Regions from separate parts of the Danio rerio genome. Here region 1 is linked to region 2. The links are chromatin contacts, called in public Micro-C maps. All regions are on one chromosome and are shown on one strand. The core of a region is the stretch at or near the end of the contact, and the rest is flanking DNA. Distances in the headings are between cores, read along the strand shown.

Region 1 (3,156 bases), core at 2-2,501, 160 kb before region 2:
GCATTGTGAATAAGAGTAGAGTAATATGCTGGTGTTTTTTTTTTTATTATTGCATTGGGCTTACACACTTACTCTATTCCGTCTTGCACTGAACACAGTCAACCCATCACAACAGACTGGGTCATCGAACAAATGACCACAGATTAGCATCATGTTAAGGAAAGGTTTGGGAACAAATCATTTGGGAGTCGTTGGGATAATTAGATAAAAATAAATAAATATTATAAGAAAGTGTTTTTTTGACCTTGCATGCATATCAGCCTGTTGTTGGAGACTCCCAAAACCAAAATATGACCTTTTATAATGCATAATAGGGGCTCTTTAAATGCACAGTTTACCAAAAAATGTACTGTCTTTACTAAGTCTCAAGAGGTTCCAAACCACTTTATTAGTTTATTTTATTTTCTGTCGAACGCAACAGAAGATATTTTGAACACAGCTAAAATCCTGGAACCATTAACATCCATAGTTGGGCAATCAAATACTTTGGTTTCCAGCTTTATTTAAAATATCATATTTTGTATTTAACAGTAAAAAGAATTGTCAAACAGGTTTTTAACAAGAGAAAGACGAGTAAATGATGACAGAATGTTCAGTTTTGGTTGTTACCCCTTTAATCTTACCGTTACTACTGTCCAGGTCCACTTTAATCTTGGAAGATGTTGAATAATCGTTTTTTGACACAAGATACCGAAGAGCACAACTTCTACCATGACTGCTGTTTCCAGAGAGCAGTGATAGAAATCCTGCAAGAGAAAGCTTACATTTTAAATGCAAAACTAAAGGTCCTGATTTATTTGACTTTGTACTCATCTGTAAACATGGAATGTTACTCTAATACTAAAGCTGTGCCCTAAGAAGAGGACGTGGCTTTAACACAAAACACAAAGATGAAAGAAAACACACAACATAATTTTTGTGTCATGTGTCGACTGTGTTTCTTTTCTACATCCTATCTTTCATAAACATTACAGGAGGTTGACAACTGCTTTGTGCTGCTCTGACCTTTGTCCCAATTTCTCAATGCATTACAGCATGCACTTAAGTCAGAACATGCACTTAAGTCAGAACATTGTCGCTGCACAATACAATCCAGCTAAAGTTTAATAACGGACGAAAAACACCTACCAGGATGGGTGAACTTGGTGCAGCCCCTTAAAACCGACATTTCGAAAGCTGCAGATATATCGCTGTTGCTAAATGCAAACTTTCGTTCTGCGTCTGTGTGCGCGTGTTGCCAGATCTTAAAAGAAAAATCGCTTATCTGTACCATCAAATTGTTTTTTAAAATGAGTCTTTCAACAAAATGAGATAATATTTACATCTGGAATCTTTATTACAAATAATCTAAGCAATATTTATGAATAAAAGATGAGAAATGCTTGGCTTAAAGTGATAAAAACACTATTTAAAGAGGACATGGCAACACAGTGACGTAGAAACAGTAACATCGTGTGGCTGGTGAGTATGTCAATCAACGAGACAGCCAATAAGCAAATACGTATGTGAGGCAGTTTATTATGATTGGGCATTTTCGTCGTGAAAGGTGGTAATTCATTTATTTTATTTCCGGCTTAGTCCCCCCTATTTTTCCGGGGTCACCACAGCGTGATGTACCGCCAACTTATCCTGCACGTATCCCCACAGTCCAAAGACTTGCAGTATAGGTGAATTGGGTAACCTTAATTGTCCGTAGTGTACGATTGTGAATGAGAGTGTATGTTTAGTATATGTTTCCCAGAGTTGGGTTGCAGCTGGAAGGGCTCTGCATAAAACATATGTTAGATAAGTTGGCGATTCATTCTGCTGTGGTACCACTGATTAATAAAGCGACTAAGCTGAAAAGAAAATGGATTAATAAATAATTTTGGGTGAACTGGTTTTTGGACTGTTATCATTATTTATTTTGTTAGATAAGCTCCAAATTTGGCTGCAGTACTGACTAATGTCTTTGCACAAGTATAATATTGTATAGCTTCCAATTAAAATATGAATTTAGAAGAGAGATTTGTGAGGGAGTACTTATATGCTGAGCACTATAGCTCTTTTGAAGCTTTTTTTTATGGCTTTAACCCCAGTAGCTACTCCCTTTCGCCCTAAAACATTTAAAACCAAATATACCAATAAGGACAGGCCAAACTTTATTAAAAATACAAGATGAAAAGGTTTGACACTTCAGAAGCGATAGAATATTTTTTAAGCAAACGAATAAGAAAAAAAACTGACTAAATCTCACATTACTGCTTACTGCAGTGTCCATTACATCCAAAATGAAACCCCCCAAATAACATTTCTACCACCATGCAATAGCTACAGACTTCACTAATGATAGCATCCATTTATGAAAACAGACAACATGAATTTGAGAAAATATACATCATATGTGATGTGGGATTTCGTCAAATACATCATACAATCATATTTTGACCATGGAGTCACACAGTTATCAAAAATGACAATACACAAAAAAAGCTCTCAGCTAGTCTTTTGTGTGCTCTCTCTTGTTTGTTTGCCTATTGCTAACTAGCTCATAGCTTAACTAGCTAACTTAGCATTTGCACTCTCAGAAAGGCATTTCACATGCAAGTTAAAAAATTTTCAATGGAACTCTGAAACATTGTCTAATATTCCTGAATATGATAGCAAAGTAAAGATCCATTCAAAAGAAACCAAGATAATATGAACGTGTGAGATAAAACATGAGTGATGGAGATGGAAGTGTCAGGAAACAAGCATCAGCGGGCACATAAACAATAAAATGTATTTATTTTGGAATGACAAATGAAAAATATCTAAGACAATCTAAAATCAGATCTAGATGGAGAAACACGGAAGACAGTTACAGACACCTGGACAGATCTTAAAGGCAAAGTTCTCCCAAAAATGACAATTAACTCACCGCATGCTTGCGCTCTGTTGTCGACATGCTTAGCGCAAAAGGGTAATAATGTTGTAAATAGTGCTCAGTTTCTTGCATTAACGGATTGTTGTGCCTCATTTAACTTCAATGTACTGACAAGAGCCACATGTATTCATTTTGTTTTGACGGTATATGTTTAAATTTACTCTCAAAGTACCAGTAGCCATTAAGTTGCATTTAGACTCACTGAGGGGCATCGTTTCAAGCTAAAAATCTTCTTTAAATGGATAGTTCAC
Region 2 (3,511 bases), core at 787-3,286:
TCATGCACCGCGGGCCGCGTCGTCTGCCAGATATAAACAAACACATACGCAAGCAGGCCTCGCAGATACTGAGCGGTGCAAAATACAGTCCTCCATCTTGGAATAAAACTGCCATCCACTCCCCCTAATCGAGCTGCACAACTTCCTATGCGGATCACATCCAAAAGCCAATAATAATATAAACATCTTAATAAGACACTGTTGAATGCAACCTAACCGATTAGAAGTCGCACAGAAAGCCCGTCCCCCTCGTGCATGTAGTTCAGGAGAGTATTATAGATCAAAATGGTGCTGTTGTCCAGCAATCATCCTCTGATGCTGTTTATCTCTCTCCGCTAGAACTCGGCAGCAAAAAAACAGAGTGGCATGACATTAGGATTTGCTGACTACAGAGGAAAGCCACTGAATGAAGCTGCCATTTGTTTGGAAAATCTTTAAAATAAAACAATGCTCTGGAAAAAAATGCGATTAATCCTGAAATAGTTGCTGGATGATAACCTGCTCTAATTCTTCTGCAGTCAGACAACAAACGTTTCACGACTTGACGTTACGGCACACGCATAATCGCAGACTTACGTTTATCCATTCTGCATGAAACGGGGTTTCGTCCAGATAAATAGCCAGCGCATTTGTGAGCGTTTTACCCCTTGATGCTTTTCAAAAAGTTGCCCACGGGATCTACAGGTGTAGCCGAGGGGCTCCTTACATAATCAGATGAAAACCTGACACAGTTTGGGAGGCAAGAGCTTAAAGATGGGGCTGCGCCACGTTAAATGCATGCAGCGTTTAGCCAAACGCTAATAAAACAAACCCCTATTCTAGTAACAGACACATATGCAGATATTATTTTAGAAACCCGCCCACTATGGGATTTTAATGACAACGCAGGACTGTATTAGAATTATATAAACGAGAATGTAAATAAAGAAAACGATGGACTTTTTGCTGACTGGCTAAACTCATGCAGCGAGGCAACGATTAGCTGCTGGCTAACAAGCTATCGGGGTCAAAACATGCGACAGAGAGGCTTGGTAATAAACAGTTAACTCCAGTAAAAATCTGGCTTTGTTGTGATAATGTTGGCTGTGGTGTTAAATGCAAGCGTGTGAGCTTTTGTTATGGCACGAGGCCTTGACGTACCCTCCATCTCCATGTCCTCGGGCTCGCTGAGCTGCTGCTCGCCGGCTTTCTGCTGCTGCTGCTGGGTGTGATGGTGGTTCATGGTGGCGGCTGAAAGGATGAGATGATGCCTGGGCTCTTTGTCTCCCTCGGGCCGGTCTGGTGGCGGTTCCGCGGGCAGAGGCTGGTTGGGAGTCAGAGGACGCGGAGGTGGGGTAAACAGGTCGAGCCTTTGCGGCTGGGCCTGCACTAAGACGACCTCGGCCTTGTCTGCTGTCAGCGCCGGGGATGGAGGAAGGGAGGCCGGTGGGGGAGCAGGCAGAGAAACGCGGACGTATTTGCTCGCTATTCGCCCAATCTCGGCGCCTGGGTGAAGGGATGCTAACGTTAAGGGTAGTCGGTGGTCTCGGGCTTCTGCTTCGCGAAGGCCCGATGAATGAAACCCCGGCTTTCCCCAGTACTTACTAGTGCGGGGCGAATACAACTCACAACAACCTGCAGCCGGGGAAAACACTGATAGCCCAGCTGGAGCTAGCAAAAGTGATGAAACGACAAACAGCGCGACTCACGCGCCCCCGAGAGATTATATTAAATACAACTTCCCATGCAATATTTCCAGTCCGTTTGCTCCTCCGATTGTCCCTCTTCTGGGGGGGAGCGGAGAAAAAGCCTATCCATTCAAACCAGACTCTAATGTGAAATCGCACTAATTTAGAAGTTCAAACTCACAAAGATGCCCGCGTTTCGCCTCGCCGTTGTCACAAGAGAAACTAGCCTGAACACCTAACGCTTAATTGCACCCTTAACCTGCATCCCAAACGGCTGTTGAACGCAGAAAAGATAATTTTGCCCGGTCACGGCCAGAGCCTCTCTCACCCGCTCCCGTGGTTTATGATGTTCAGTTTGAGGTAAAACTCAAAATGGCGGTCGCGCTCTTCTCTGAAATGTCACATCCGCATGGAGATCCAAACAGTGGCGCACACCGCCAGCGCCATAAACACAAATTCTTCCTCACACTAGACTTTATTGAAACTTAGCGGTTTTAATCTTTTTTTTTATTGTTGTTGTTGTTATTTTTTTTGTTTTGCTGCCAGCTTAGCAGCATCTCTACAGATTATGTAGCACGTGGGTTGAAATTTGTTTTTATAAATATATTATTTTTGCAATTATTTAGAAACAATCGTTTAATAAATGGCCTTGAGATAAGAACTGTGCATATCCCATAATTTTAATTCAAATGAGTAATATATTAACAATAATTATAAATTGAATTCAATCTTGATGTGAATTACTAGTATTGAATTTATTTCTACAGAGTTTTAGGATAAATAATAGAACATATGGACCTGTATTAAACGTAAAAGGAACGAATATCTAAATTTCAAAGGAAAAAAGTATTTATTAAAATAAAATAAAACATGTATTTAAACCTGATACAGGATACAGCTACTTTTATCAAAAGACCAATAGGTCATTTAGAAAACATTTTTATCTGTTTTTAAAGGCCAAAATTAATTAACAATTTTTGTTTTTTGCATGTAACATAATTGTAAAAAATAATAATTTTAACACAATGGCTTACAGCTGTGTGTGTATTATTATGCAAAATGCATCACCATCACAAGATGAATTGATTTTTCACCATTAGATAAAGCTTACAATAATTTGGAAACCGCATCAATTCGTTCATCATTCTTATGGCTCTAATTGCCTATATATTTTATTTTTTTAATATAATTTTATTTGTTAGCACCATTATGTTGACAGTATGTCCAGTTATGTCTTTTGTGCTACACTGAGACTGACAGGTCTACAACAATGTCAAGTCATGGGAGGTGTGTGTGAGGGGGTTTGGGAGGTGGAACTAATCAGTCAAAAATATTAGCAAGGAAGGCCAACAGCTGGGTCCTGTCTACATATTATCATTCAAGCTTTAAAAACAGAATTAATGTTCTCTGCTATTTTGTTGAATACTGTAACATTCATTTAAAAAACAGTGTGGTTCATTATGACATTGATATGGTCAATAAAATAGCCAGAACCTTTAATTTATTATAAGCCAAAACCGCATTAAGTGCACAATCTCAGCACAATTCTTAGACTTATTTATGCACAGTGCAGGTCATATAGAAAATGCTATATTCATACATTCATTCATTCATTTTCTTTTCGACTTAGTCACTTTATTAGTCAGGGGTAGCCACAGCGGAATGAACCAACCACTTATCCAGCAAGTTTTTTATGTAGCGGATGCCCTTCCAGCCGCAACCCAACATTGGGAAACACTCCACACACTCTTGCACACACTCACATACGCTACGACCAATTTTAGCTTACCCAATAGTGCATGTCTTTGGACTGTGGGGGAAACCAGAGCACCCGGAGGAAATCC

The links. A called contact is a pair of places that touch in the nucleus more often than the background predicts.
Region 1: a contact with region 2 is called in a Micro-C map of caudal fin, with 4 times the contacts expected there. The contact joins the promoter of eci1 here to the promoter of usp7 in region 2. A contact is called at or near these places in 2 of 18 Hi-C or Micro-C datasets (caudal fin and hematopoietic stem cells) and 2 of 4 datasets of contacts at active chromatin or transcription factors (embryo and gastrula embryo).

Annotation. Positions count from the first base shown.
Region 1 is chr3:26,510,892-26,514,047 of GRCz12tu, reverse strand. eci1 (enoyl-CoA delta isomerase 1) reads right to left here and starts at 1,251. Exons shown (of 7, transcript NM_001305584.1): 1 at 1,129-1,251; 2 at 624-746. The coding sequence starts at 1,168. It overlaps arhgdig (Rho GDP dissociation inhibitor (GDI) gamma), which reads right to left. Exons shown (of 6, transcript NM_001423647.1): 6 at 2,748-3,156.
Region 2 is chr3:26,346,748-26,350,258 of GRCz12tu, reverse strand. It overlaps usp7 (ubiquitin specific peptidase 7 (herpes virus-associated)), which reads right to left and starts at 2,036. Exons shown (of 31, transcript XM_686123.10): 1 at 1,141-2,036. The coding sequence starts at 1,222.